2 separate regions of the Oryctolagus cuniculus genome follow, and region 2 is linked to region 1. A link is a contact called in public Micro-C data. All regions are on one chromosome and are shown on one strand. Each heading gives the region's core, a stretch centred on a gene start, on an enhancer-like site or on the middle of the called end of the contact. The rest is flanking DNA. Distances are from core to core; before and after follow the strand shown.

The links. A called contact is a pair of places that touch in the nucleus more often than the background predicts.
Region 2: a Micro-C map of ear pinna shows a contact between it and region 1, with 10 times the contacts expected there. The contact joins the promoter of NEMF here to the promoter of MAP4K5 in region 1. A contact is called at or near these places in 4 of 6 Hi-C or Micro-C datasets (ear pinna, embryonic fibroblasts, skin fibroblasts and 1 more).

What each region holds. Positions count from the first base shown.
Region 1 is chr12:25,609,656-25,615,101 of mOryCun1.1, forward strand. MAP4K5 (mitogen-activated protein kinase kinase kinase kinase 5) reads left to right here and starts at 2,004. Exons shown (of 32, transcript XM_051822833.2): 1 at 2,004-2,143; 2 at 2,387-2,605. The coding sequence starts at 2,498. It overlaps ATL1 (atlastin GTPase 1), which reads right to left and starts at 1,762. Exons shown (of 15, transcript XM_017348282.3): 1 at 1,648-1,762.
Region 2 is chr12:26,230,400-26,235,845 of mOryCun1.1, forward strand. It overlaps NEMF (nuclear export mediator factor), which reads left to right and starts at 2,362. Exons shown (of 33, transcript XM_070053688.1): 1 at 2,362-2,694; 2 at 3,380-3,448; 3 at 3,597-3,699. The coding sequence starts at 2,636. It also overlaps RN7SL1.

The DNA of each region.
Region 1 (5,446 bases), core at 754-3,253:
ATAAAATATCTGCACTCCAGGGTTTTGCTGAAGCCCCAACCTCAAACTTTTATGGCCTAATTTATTTAAACCTTGTGTTTCAAGAATAACATGCTTAAAGGATTGTCAGATGGGTATTCACCTTGTCTCAAACTGAGCATTCAGAGTTTCTCCTTCTATTTTTTCCGCAGCCTTAACATCAGGAAACGATGTGCCTCTCTTGATCAGCGGGCTCATCTGATCTCAAAACAGTACAAAAATTCTCTGCTGCAGCCAATTTGTTGCCTTGCTCAGATGTCCTATCTTCCCTCTTTTTAACTTCAGAGCAGTTTCTTCACTTACTTTTTGTCCTACGGTTTAAATTTTCTGTGTGCTGCCTCAGATTCTCTGTGGACTAATACAGGTCTAAGAAAGAAGAAACGAATTTCTTACTAGAGAAAGAATCAACGTATCAGGCCAGATTTTCTTTTAAAAAAGAAGTCAATGACAGTAAACAAGTACTAAGACACCAACAGAACATTTGAAGAGATTTTTGAGTCATCGAAGTCAGAATATGTGCCCACCAAAACGAGTGCCAAGAAGCTCTGAAAGAAAGAACTGTTCTTCAACGATTTTTTCAATGCAGCAAACACACGGGCTTTGTCCATGGAGCATGTTATGTCTGGGCTTACTTATGTGCCCTAAATAACTGCCTTTGTGTGCAAAGCCCAAGAAAATCCATGTATCCCCTGTCCTGTAGAAGCCTTGATTTACTTTCTACATCATACAACTGGTTTCAACGACCAACAATCAGGCACCTACTTCCCAGGAACAGGGTTGAGGTGGGTGCTAAACGCCACGTGCCAACATCTGCAATTACTCTTTGGCGATTTTCCGGTCACTAAGAGCGCTGCCTGTTATCTGGCTCTTCTGTTATAAACCTCTGCTGGGTTCACGGAATAACTTCTGCAGCATACAGAAAGCTGGCAACTGAATCTCTATCTCCCAAGCCAGACTGGAACCGAAACTGCAAAAAACAACTTGTGAGAAAACACCGGCCCAATGACGTCCCTGGCTGCCTATTCCATGTTCTGCGCGCTGCCAAGTAGTTTTAACCTCTCACAGTTGATAACCCTCTTCACGACGTTGCGAAGTGCTGTACCAACACTTTCTAGGGTGTCAGATGGAAAACACCTTATCCTCTTCAAAACTGCAGATGTTGCCAAACACCAACTCCTGTCCCAGATGGCATCCAAGCGGGAGAACCAGAACCAGGCTCTGTGGACCCTGACTTGGTCGGAGCCCTCTCCCCCACCCCCCTGCAGAACTCCTGCAGCCACGAGATATGCGACAACCCAGGGCTGTGCCCAAAAGGGTGACGGGGGCCGGGCGCAGCCTCCTGGGGCGGCAGGCTTTTAGCAACGGCTCAGAAAAGCTCAGCACCAGACAGGTTGTGCAGGTGTGCGGTGCAACCTCAAACTGGCACCACTGGGAATGCTTTGCAAAACAGGAAGGTGCAGTAGGGCGTGCCGCGGCTCGGCTAACTCGGCCCTCCCCGGCGCCCCACCGCCAGGTTACCCCTGGCCCGGTGCCCTCAACGTACCTTTTCCGGGTTGAACGTGGAGGGCTGCCTGCCCCCTCTCTCTCGTGCCCACCCTTCTCCCTGCACCCGTCACCGCCCAGGTTTACCTGACGATTCTGGGGACGGTTTAACGGAGGCCCGTCGGCCCCCGAGTGCCGTGCTGTGCGGGTCTCCGGCGGCAGGAGCGAGCGAGCTAGGCCCTGGAAGGACGCGCCGGGCTAGGGGGGCGCGGCGGCGCGGCCGGGAGGGTGTCGTGTCCTCCGCCGGCCTCAGGGCGGCACTCTGGTCCCGCGGCCGGCGCGCTCGGGCGGGCCGCTGGGCGCCGACCCACGCTGGCCGGGAACGTGTCTCCCGGTGACGCAGCCCCGGGTGGGGAACGTGGTGCGGCGGCGGCGGCGGCGGCGACTGTACGCGCCTCGGCCGCCTCCGAGAGGGCGCGCGGTGCGGGCGAGCGGGCGGGCGGGCGAGCGGGCGGGCGGGCGGCGACGGCTGCGGCGAGAGACCCGGAGCGGCCGCCGGGGCCGGGGAGCAGGACGCGGGCGCCGTTGAGGGAGTGGGCACCCCGGCTCGGCGCTCAACAAAGAGTGGGGCCGCCCCCCTCAGGTACCCAGCCGGCCCCGGGCTCCGGCGGGCGGGGGAGGCCGGGCCGGGCAGTTCGCCGGCGGCCGGGGAGTGGGGGAAGGGCTGTGGCCCGAACGGGGCCGCGAGGCGCCGGGAGCCCTTCCAGGCTCGCTTCCTCAGGGCCCCGGGCGGGACGGAAGGAAAGGGGCTGGACCACGGGGGCGCGGGGCCGCGTGGGGGTCGCAGCCGGCGACGCTGACCCGCCTTCGCGCGTCCCTCGTGCAGGCGGAGCTGCGGGCGGAGGCTCCATGTTGGGAAGCGGCGGCGCTCGCCCTCGTTAGCGGGAATCGGGGCGCGCCGCGGGCAGAGCCGGCGGGAGCCGGGCCCGGAGCGAAGATGGAGGCCCCGCTGCGGCCTGCCGCGGACATCCTGAGGCGAAACCCGCAGCAGGACTACGAGCTCGTCCAGAGAGTCGGCAGCGGCACGTACGGGGACGTCTATAAGGTGAGGCAGGCCGGGCCGCGGCCGCCGGGCTCCGGCCGCTTTCCGGCCGGGGGGAGGATGCTCTTATTGTTGCATCTTGGAGAGGAAGCGGCCAGGGTCCCTCTCCCTGCGTTCGGAGCACCCTCGAATCCCTTGCTGGTTCTCGGCGCCGCCAGCAAGCAGAGCTAACCACATCGTCGCAAACCACTCTTAACCTTTTTTGTGGTGTAAAGACTTTCAAAAGTTTATTTCTGGTTTTGAAGCGACTTTGAATCAGCTATGGAGTTGTCCGGTAGAATATTCTAGTGTCAGTGTGGAAAACCTGGAAGACAGTAGCAGAGAATATTGACGTTCAGGCATTACAAAAAAAAAATTAATGGATGAGCTTGGCCAATATAAGTTTTTTTGTTGTTGTTGTTGTTAATGGTCCTGTGAAACCTGTTTCTTAATTCTAGCTGTAAGCAGTCAAGTGTTGGGTGAAAATGATGTGTTTACAAACATTACTCCATGCAGAAAAGATAAGCTTTCCTGGCATAAGTTTGATGGTTTGTGTCTGGTTGGTGATTCAAAACCTACCATTAACTTGCTGGGTTTTTTCCTGCATTAGCACTTTCTCTGTTTGGGGTTTATAACATCCCATAACCACAAGTGGATAAGATCTACAGGTTGTGTTTGTGTGTGTGTCTGTGTTCACGCGTGTGCGTGCACTCTCCAGCCAGTGCGCTTTCTGTTAATTTAAAACAAATGATGAGAACGAATTCCTCTTAATTTAGGATTTAAAAAACGTGGTAGAAAAGCAAACCAGTTGCCCAAGTACACTATGTTCCTGAAGAATCCAGAGGAAAGAGATTGTTGGAGATTGCCTTAGGCTTTTTGTTCTCTGTTCCAAAAAGGAAGCATTAATGTAACTCATGAGTATTAAGGGAAGTTCCTCTACTTTTTGCAACAGCTTCTTGGTTTATTGGATTTGGTCATAGTTTAAGAGTATGTACACCATTCTTTCAAACCACAGGCCTGCACATAGTTGAAATGACTGTATCGTGTGGGTAATTAACTGGTAGATGCCTCTGGGGGGGGGGTCGCTTGTTTTGCACAGGTGGCAATAAGACAGGAAACATCCCCTTTTCCTATTTACTTGCTTTTGTTTAATTTCCTCTTTGTTAATAGTAACGATTCAAGGTGGTTATGATAGCTCTGGCACTGTTTAATTCTCTGAGATGAACTGCAGTGGAAGATTTTTTAATGTGAACAATGGGCATTTGAGTTATCTGTGCTAAGCACCCTTCCACTTGCTAAGTTGCTGATTTGTCTGCAGAGTCCCAGCTCTCTCCCTGTGAACACCTTTGAATGCAAAATGGGTAGCCAACAGAATTCTCTTTCTATGTAAAACTAGATCTGATTAAATTCCTAGTTTATCCATGTGTTACTCAGCTTGTGGAATGTTCCTTTAAAAACTGAAATTCCTGTTTGCCTTCTCAGTCCCATTTTTTAGTCATCTTTGTCTTATGTTTCGACATGCATTAGACTGGCTTAGATTATGTTATACAGCAGTCTCAATTCCAGTAATGGTTTTCTCCCTACTACTAGAAAATTTAAGGACTCTTTTTCCCTGCAGAGATCAAGACCACCACCTTTTTTCTTTATAGATAGAGCAACTAAAGCAATTTATCTGGAACAGAGTTTTATTCTTACCAGGGAAAGCACAGGTTGTATTGAAGAGGCAGTTAATGCCTGCCTCTTATCCTGATGCTTCCCTGCCCTCTGTCTCTCTGTGGGGCTCCTGAACAGTCAGAGACTTAATTTGTTACACCCCACCTTCACAACATCACCCCAACATATATATAGTCCCCTACCCTCACATTTGTGCTCTCACTTAGAGTATACTTACTGCATTCTAGGCCAGTCTTGGATTTGTAAATATCCTTAAGACAACCGTGTCTCCTCGTCCTTTGCTTTCTTTTGTTCTAGTTACCCAGAATCAGTCCCTCCCATTTCGACCTGTTGCGGTCCTGCCTGTCCATGAAAGCCTTACCTGAAGGGCCTTCCCTCCACCTCTCCCTTCTCTGCTCCTCCCTGCCCTCATTCTGCTCTAACCCACTGGCCTGCTTGCTTTTCCTTAAATACAATAAGCAGCTTCCCATCTTGGGGCCTTTGTTCCTGATATTTCCTCTATTGAAAAAGTGTCTTCCCTTGGGGCTGGTGCTGTGGCATACCAGGTAAAGCAGCCGCCTGCAGTGCCGGCATCCCATGTGGGCGCCAGTTCGAGTCCTGGCTGCTCCACTTCCGATCCTGCTCCCTGCTACGGCTTGGGAAAGCAGTGAGGATGGCCCAAGTCTTTGGGCCCTTGCACCCTTGTAGGAGACCTGGAAGAAGCTCCTGGCTTTGGATTGGTGCAGCTCCAGCCGTTGTAGCCTTCTGGGGGAGTGAACCAGCAGATGGAAGACCTCTCTATGCCTCTGCCTCTGCATCTCTGTAATTCTGCTTTTCAAATAAGTGAATAAAACTTAAAAAAAAAAAAAGAAAAGAAAAGAAAAAGTGTCTTCCCAGACAACTACACGGCTCACTCCTTTCCTTCTTATTTTGCATCCTCTTCATTTTTTCTTACTCATTTTTTCTTTGTAGTTATCATCGTCTAACAATGTTTTACTCAATTTCTTCTTATTTATTTCAGTCCACTAAAATGCTTCGTGAGGGCAGGCATTTTTTATCTGTTTTGTTCACAGGTCTCTGATAGTACCTAGAATTATAGCAGGCACAGAGTAAGTGCTTTCTCAAAATTTGATGAATGAATGAATAATTATCAGTGATTATGTCAGCTAATTCTCTGAGCCTTTGCTTTAGATATCACAACACTAAGTTAGC
Region 2 (5,446 bases), core at 1,112-3,611, 620 kb after region 1:
CGGATTGCTGTTTTCATGGTGCCTTCCACACACAGCTTGCCCTTGGCTGTGGACTACCAGCCCCTGCTGCTTCGGGATCTAATGACTCATAGCATTTAGGATTCCCAATTCAGGGGCAGCAGGCACCTCTGGAGTCCTGGCCTTGGAGAAGCCAACCGCAGAGCTCTTGTTCTTCAAGGATGTGGCGCTCTCCTCACAACTTTGTTTCTCACAGTCTTCATGGAAGACCCATTTCATCCGGGCAGACACCTTGAACCAAGCTAACTAAGAAATTAGAATCTTTTGGTGTGATACCCAGGAATTTTTCCTAAAAATTGTTTGAGAAGGGGAGAGAAGAGAGATCTCCTGTCGGCTGGTTCACTCCACAAATGCCCAGAACAGCTGGGCTAGGCTGGGAGCTGGGAGCTGAATCTAGGTCTCCCAGTGGGTGGCAGGGATCCAGCACGGATCCCCAGGGCTGCCTGGAAATGTCTGCATTGGTGGGAAGCTGAAGTCAGGAGACAGAGCCGGGACCGATCTCGGGGGTCTTACCTGGCATTTTATCCACAAGGCCAAATGCTCTCCCAGGAATGTTTTACTGCATATTAAAGGTTGAGAAACAGCCATGGGTGCCCTAAGTCACCCATTAATAATCCACTGAAAGTTTTTGGTCGGGTCGAAGGTCAGCACACTTGCTTACAGTTTCAGGTATTTGCTTTCATATCTTCCTTTTGAAAATCAAACAATTTCCCTTTCTCCTGTTACCTCTTCTTTTTTCCACAGTTTTCAAGTATCTTTGGTTCAGAATTTTCTCAAAATAGATATATGATATTCTTAAAAATGATAGAATCCAGTAGTAATTAAAGTTCCCTTGTAATCTTTACACTTATGGGGTATTTCTAAAAAGCTCATGGAAAACTGAATTAAAAGATGTTTATTTGGCACAAAGTGTTCTGAAATCCATGCATATGAAGAAAAGCTCATGAAAAATGAGCGTTAAGAAAAAACTACACATGGATTTCAAGGGTTATTTTTTTGCACCAAAAAATTCCTTTTAACATTTCATTTTGTCCCTGTACTTTTTGAAGCCCTTTGTATCTTTACTCCTCTTAGGGATGTTCTTGAATATACCTTTGGATGCCCCTTCTTTCTCCCCAAAGTAGAAACAAAGTATTAATTAGTGGACGGGCTAACTGTCCTGCTGCAAACTTAAATTGGTATCCTGTTCCTCTCATATCTTTGTAGCGCTGCAAGGTGGGAGTTGTGCCATCAAAGAGCCCAACTTTTTCAAAAACGTGTTTCAGTGCGGAGCCTTTACACGGGCTGTTCCTATGCAAAAATAACCGCTTTGTTGGACATGCCTTAGGGGTGAGCTTAGTTGTGCAGTTAGACCTCACGCGATTGGTTTGGACCAGGGTCACCTTGACTCCCAGTCTTTCCTTCTATATCTGCCGCTGTTCTGCACGGCCGGCGACTCTGCACCGCTGGGCACCTGGCGATTCCCTGACTTCTTTCCAGCCCGCCGCCCGCTTTCTGCTTCGCACCGCCCCCTGCTGGCGGGAAGTCGCGTTGCAGCCACACTCAAGCCCGCCGCCTGCAGCCTCGGCAGCCGCCGGGCGCGGTGGCGCGCGCCTGTAGTCCCAGCTACTCGGGAGGCTGAGGCCGGAGGATCGCTTGAGTCCAGGAGTTCTGGGCTGTCGTGCGCTATGCCGATCGGGTGTCCGCACTAAGTTCGGCATCAATATGGTGACCTCCCGGGAGCGGGGGACCACCAGGTTGCCTAAGGAGGGGTGAACCGGCCCAGGTCGGAAACGGAGCAGGTCAAAACTCCCGTGCTGATCAGTAGTGGGATCGCGCCTGTGAATAGCCACTGCACTCCAGCCTGGGCAACATAGCGAGACCCTGTCTCTTTTGCGTCCTCACCCTTTAAAGTCGGCTTTTGCGACCACGCACCTATCCTGACACAACAAGCCCCCCACCCCCTTTTAAACTCTTCCTCCACACCCCACACCCTCCCGGAAATCTTGTCTTATTTTACTTCACTGCTCTCTAGCGAAAGCACTTGACTATTTCAGGTTGCGTTCATGGGGCGCCAGCTGTATACCCAGCACCACGCCGAGTGTCCAGCAACCCTACACCGCCCCTATGAAGTAGGACGTCCTTTCCGAAGGTTCCTCCTAATCGTTAAGGGTCGTCACAGGACGAACCCAAGAGTTCCGCTTCGTTACTTTTAAAAATGCCACAAGTCCCAGCACCCGGGCCGAACCGGGTGGTGGTTCTCGGTGCCGGAGCCCGGCCGCCTGCCTCCGCCGCGAAAATGGCGACGACCAGTAGGGGTCACTGTGGGGGCCGGCGCGAGTCCCCGCCTGCGGGGCGGGAAGCTATCTGGTTCCGTCCGTACGCGGTCAGGACAGCACTGCAGATCCGAGAAAACATTTTGGACCTACTCTGAATTGTTTTCGGTACCACAGAAAGGAAGTCTGAAGGCATCTTGACAGCCTTCTTCAGGCTGCTGACGCAAAGACGTTCGCTTCAAGGAATATTGGATCCTCCGGGCGGCCGTAGATGACCGCCAAGTGCGCCTGCGCGGAAGCGTCGCGGCGTCCAGTCGGGCAGTCGGCGGCGAGAACTGCGGTGGCTACCTTCGGACCTCGCCATGAAGACCCGGTTTAGCACCATTGACCTCTGCGCGGTACTCGCGGAGCTGAATGCGAGGTACGGTCTCGCAGGGGACCGCGGCTCTCGCGGGCAGCGCAGGAGGCCAGGCCGGGGCCCCGTGGTGGGAGCGAGACCAGCCTGCTGTTGGCTCTCTCCTGGTGGTGTTTTTCCCTGGACCTGGCTAGGCCGGGCTGGGCGAGTGCAGGGCGTCTTTGCGGTGGCCCGCCAGGGGCCACCTGTCGCTCCCGCAGCCCTGGTGCGTGGCTGGCGCGGCGTCTCCACTGGCCGGGCTGGGGCAGACGTGTGGGAGACCGCGAGACGCCGGAGTGGCCTCTGGCCGCGGAGCTTGGAGAGAGCAGAGGCCAGATGTCTTCGGCACCCCGCCGAGAGCGGGGGCGCCGTCCCGCTAGCCGGGTGTTAGCTGGGTTTTGCAGATCTGAACTGAGACCTGGATTGCAGGCTCGCCCCTCTGCAGCTGTGCGAGCTTTGTCAGGCTTGCAGGGGGCGCGTTTATTTTTATTCGTCTTTGCAACACATCATTGGATTAGACGTTAATGAGTTGTCCTCCACCCGCCCCCAAGAGTGTCGAGTCGTTGCAGAGATGTCTGGCTGATAGCCACTCTGTTCTCGAATGGTTGACCCCAGATCCTTAGAGCGGAAGTTCCTTTTTTCGTACCTTTAATTGTAATTTTTTGTTTCAAACTGGAGTATGATTTGTTACATGTTTTCCTTGTCTTTTCAGCTTGCTAGGAATGAGAGTAAACAATGTTTATGATGTGGATAATAAGACTTACCTTATCCGTCTTCAAAAGTAAGAACGCTTTATGTACTTTTGATTTTGGTAATTAAATATGAGATGATTGTGTGTGTGTGTGTGTTTTTTAAACCTGTACTGTGTGTCTTCTCCCAGAGGTACCGTTGGTAATATGCCCTAAAAGAAATATTTTTTTCTTCTGCAGGCCAGACTTTAAAGCTACACTCCTCCTTGAATCTGGCATACGAATTCACACAACAGAATTTGAGTGGCCAAAAAATATGATGCCGTCTAGTTTTGCTATGAAGGTAAATCTTAAGTGCTACTCGAAGCTGAATGTTAAGGCCCTGGGATTGGTCTCCAGCAGCTGAGTTTGGAAGGTGTTTGGCTTTCTTTTGCTGTAAGGAAGTGTAAGGGCCGAGGGAGCAGCTGACAGTGGGACGAGTGGAGCTGTTGCCCAGTCACTGCCTTCTGCATACTGCCCTCACACAGCCCCTTCCAGAGCAAGCGTTTGTTACGTTTACCCTCTAACCCCCGGCTCCCCTTAGAACAGCTCGGTGGTCGACCAGCGTGAGCTTTTCTGAAGTGTCCTCTCATTATCTCGCCTTCTATGGTTTCTTAATTTCTGAATCCTTATTCTGTAATCAGACATTCTTATCTTTCTATGACCTGCCCTGCCCACATTTTTCCCGAATCTTGTCTTCCAGAGCTCACTTTATTATTTTATCTGTTTATTTATGAGATAGAGACAAACTGAGCTCTCATCTGCTGGTTCATTCCCCACATGTCCCCAGGAGCTAGGGTTGGGCCAGGCCAAAGCCTGGAACGAGGACCCCAGTCCAGGTCTGCCATGGACCTAGTTAGGTGAGTGACAAGGACCTGGTTCCTCACCTGTTGCCTCCCATGGTGTGTGTTAGCAGGAAGCCGGAATGGGGAACGTAGCTTGGGCTTGAGCCCCGGCACTCTGGTAAGTGACGCAGGTGTTCCAAGAGGTGTTGTAATTTCTGTACCGAAGGCCGCCCTCCAGAGCTCGCTTTAATGAACTGGCCGCATCTGCCCAGACTGTAGTTTGTTGGAATATTCAGGGACATTAATATGTTACTAAGTCATTGTATCTTTATTTTTTACTTCTCTCTTTGCTTTTGTTTTTATTATTAAAACAATTACTCATCTGTGGCTATGTTACCCATTCATTTCTTGACATGCCATGCAGAGTGAAAGTTCATGTGGTACGGAAGAAAGACTCAGATAAACCTTAGAATTAGGGTTTTGCCACCGAGTAATTTTTGCAACTTGAAAAAGTTACTCAACCTCCTAGGATTTAATGTATCTCAGGTGGAGTTAGCTGTGGGGATTAAAGGAAGTAACTGAGAAAACAGGTAAAGCAGTGCCCGACTGTTAAAGCTGTGCCTGTGTGTGTTTCTTCCTCTCCTCCTCACTGTCTTTTGAAGTTTGTTTGTTGTGGCAGTGTATCGCTTTGTTAGAGGGTTTCACTGACAGTGGTTTCCTCTCAGCAGTTTAGGATTTATTTTGGATTACAAAGTAGTTTTCCATATCACAGGAGCTATCACAGAATTACCAGTGTTGAAGTTTAATTCACTCGGTGGTAACCTCAAACGGTTTTTTTGAGGGTTTGTCCTGAAAAATAGTAACACTGGGTATTTGTGCAACCCCTTTGTCTTTGAGAGACAGAGAGCAGTGCCATCTGTTGGTTCACTCTTTTAAATGACCACGGTGGTTGAGGACTGAGCTGGCTTTAGCCAGGAGTCAGGAACTCAGTCTAGGTCTTCCCTGTGCTTGGTAGTAACCCAGTCTCTTGAGCCAACACTGCTGCTTCTTAGGATCTGCATTGGCAGGAAGCTGAAATCTGCACCTAGACACTCCCTTATGTGATGCCAGCATCTTCACTCCCAGACCAAACGCCAGTGCCAATAGATTTTTTTAAAGTACATAAATGACACTTATTTCATGTGATTGTTTTCACTCATGTACAGTACATTTTTGTTGACTTATTAGCTACTACAAATCAGAAAATGTGATTTTTTTGGGGGGTTT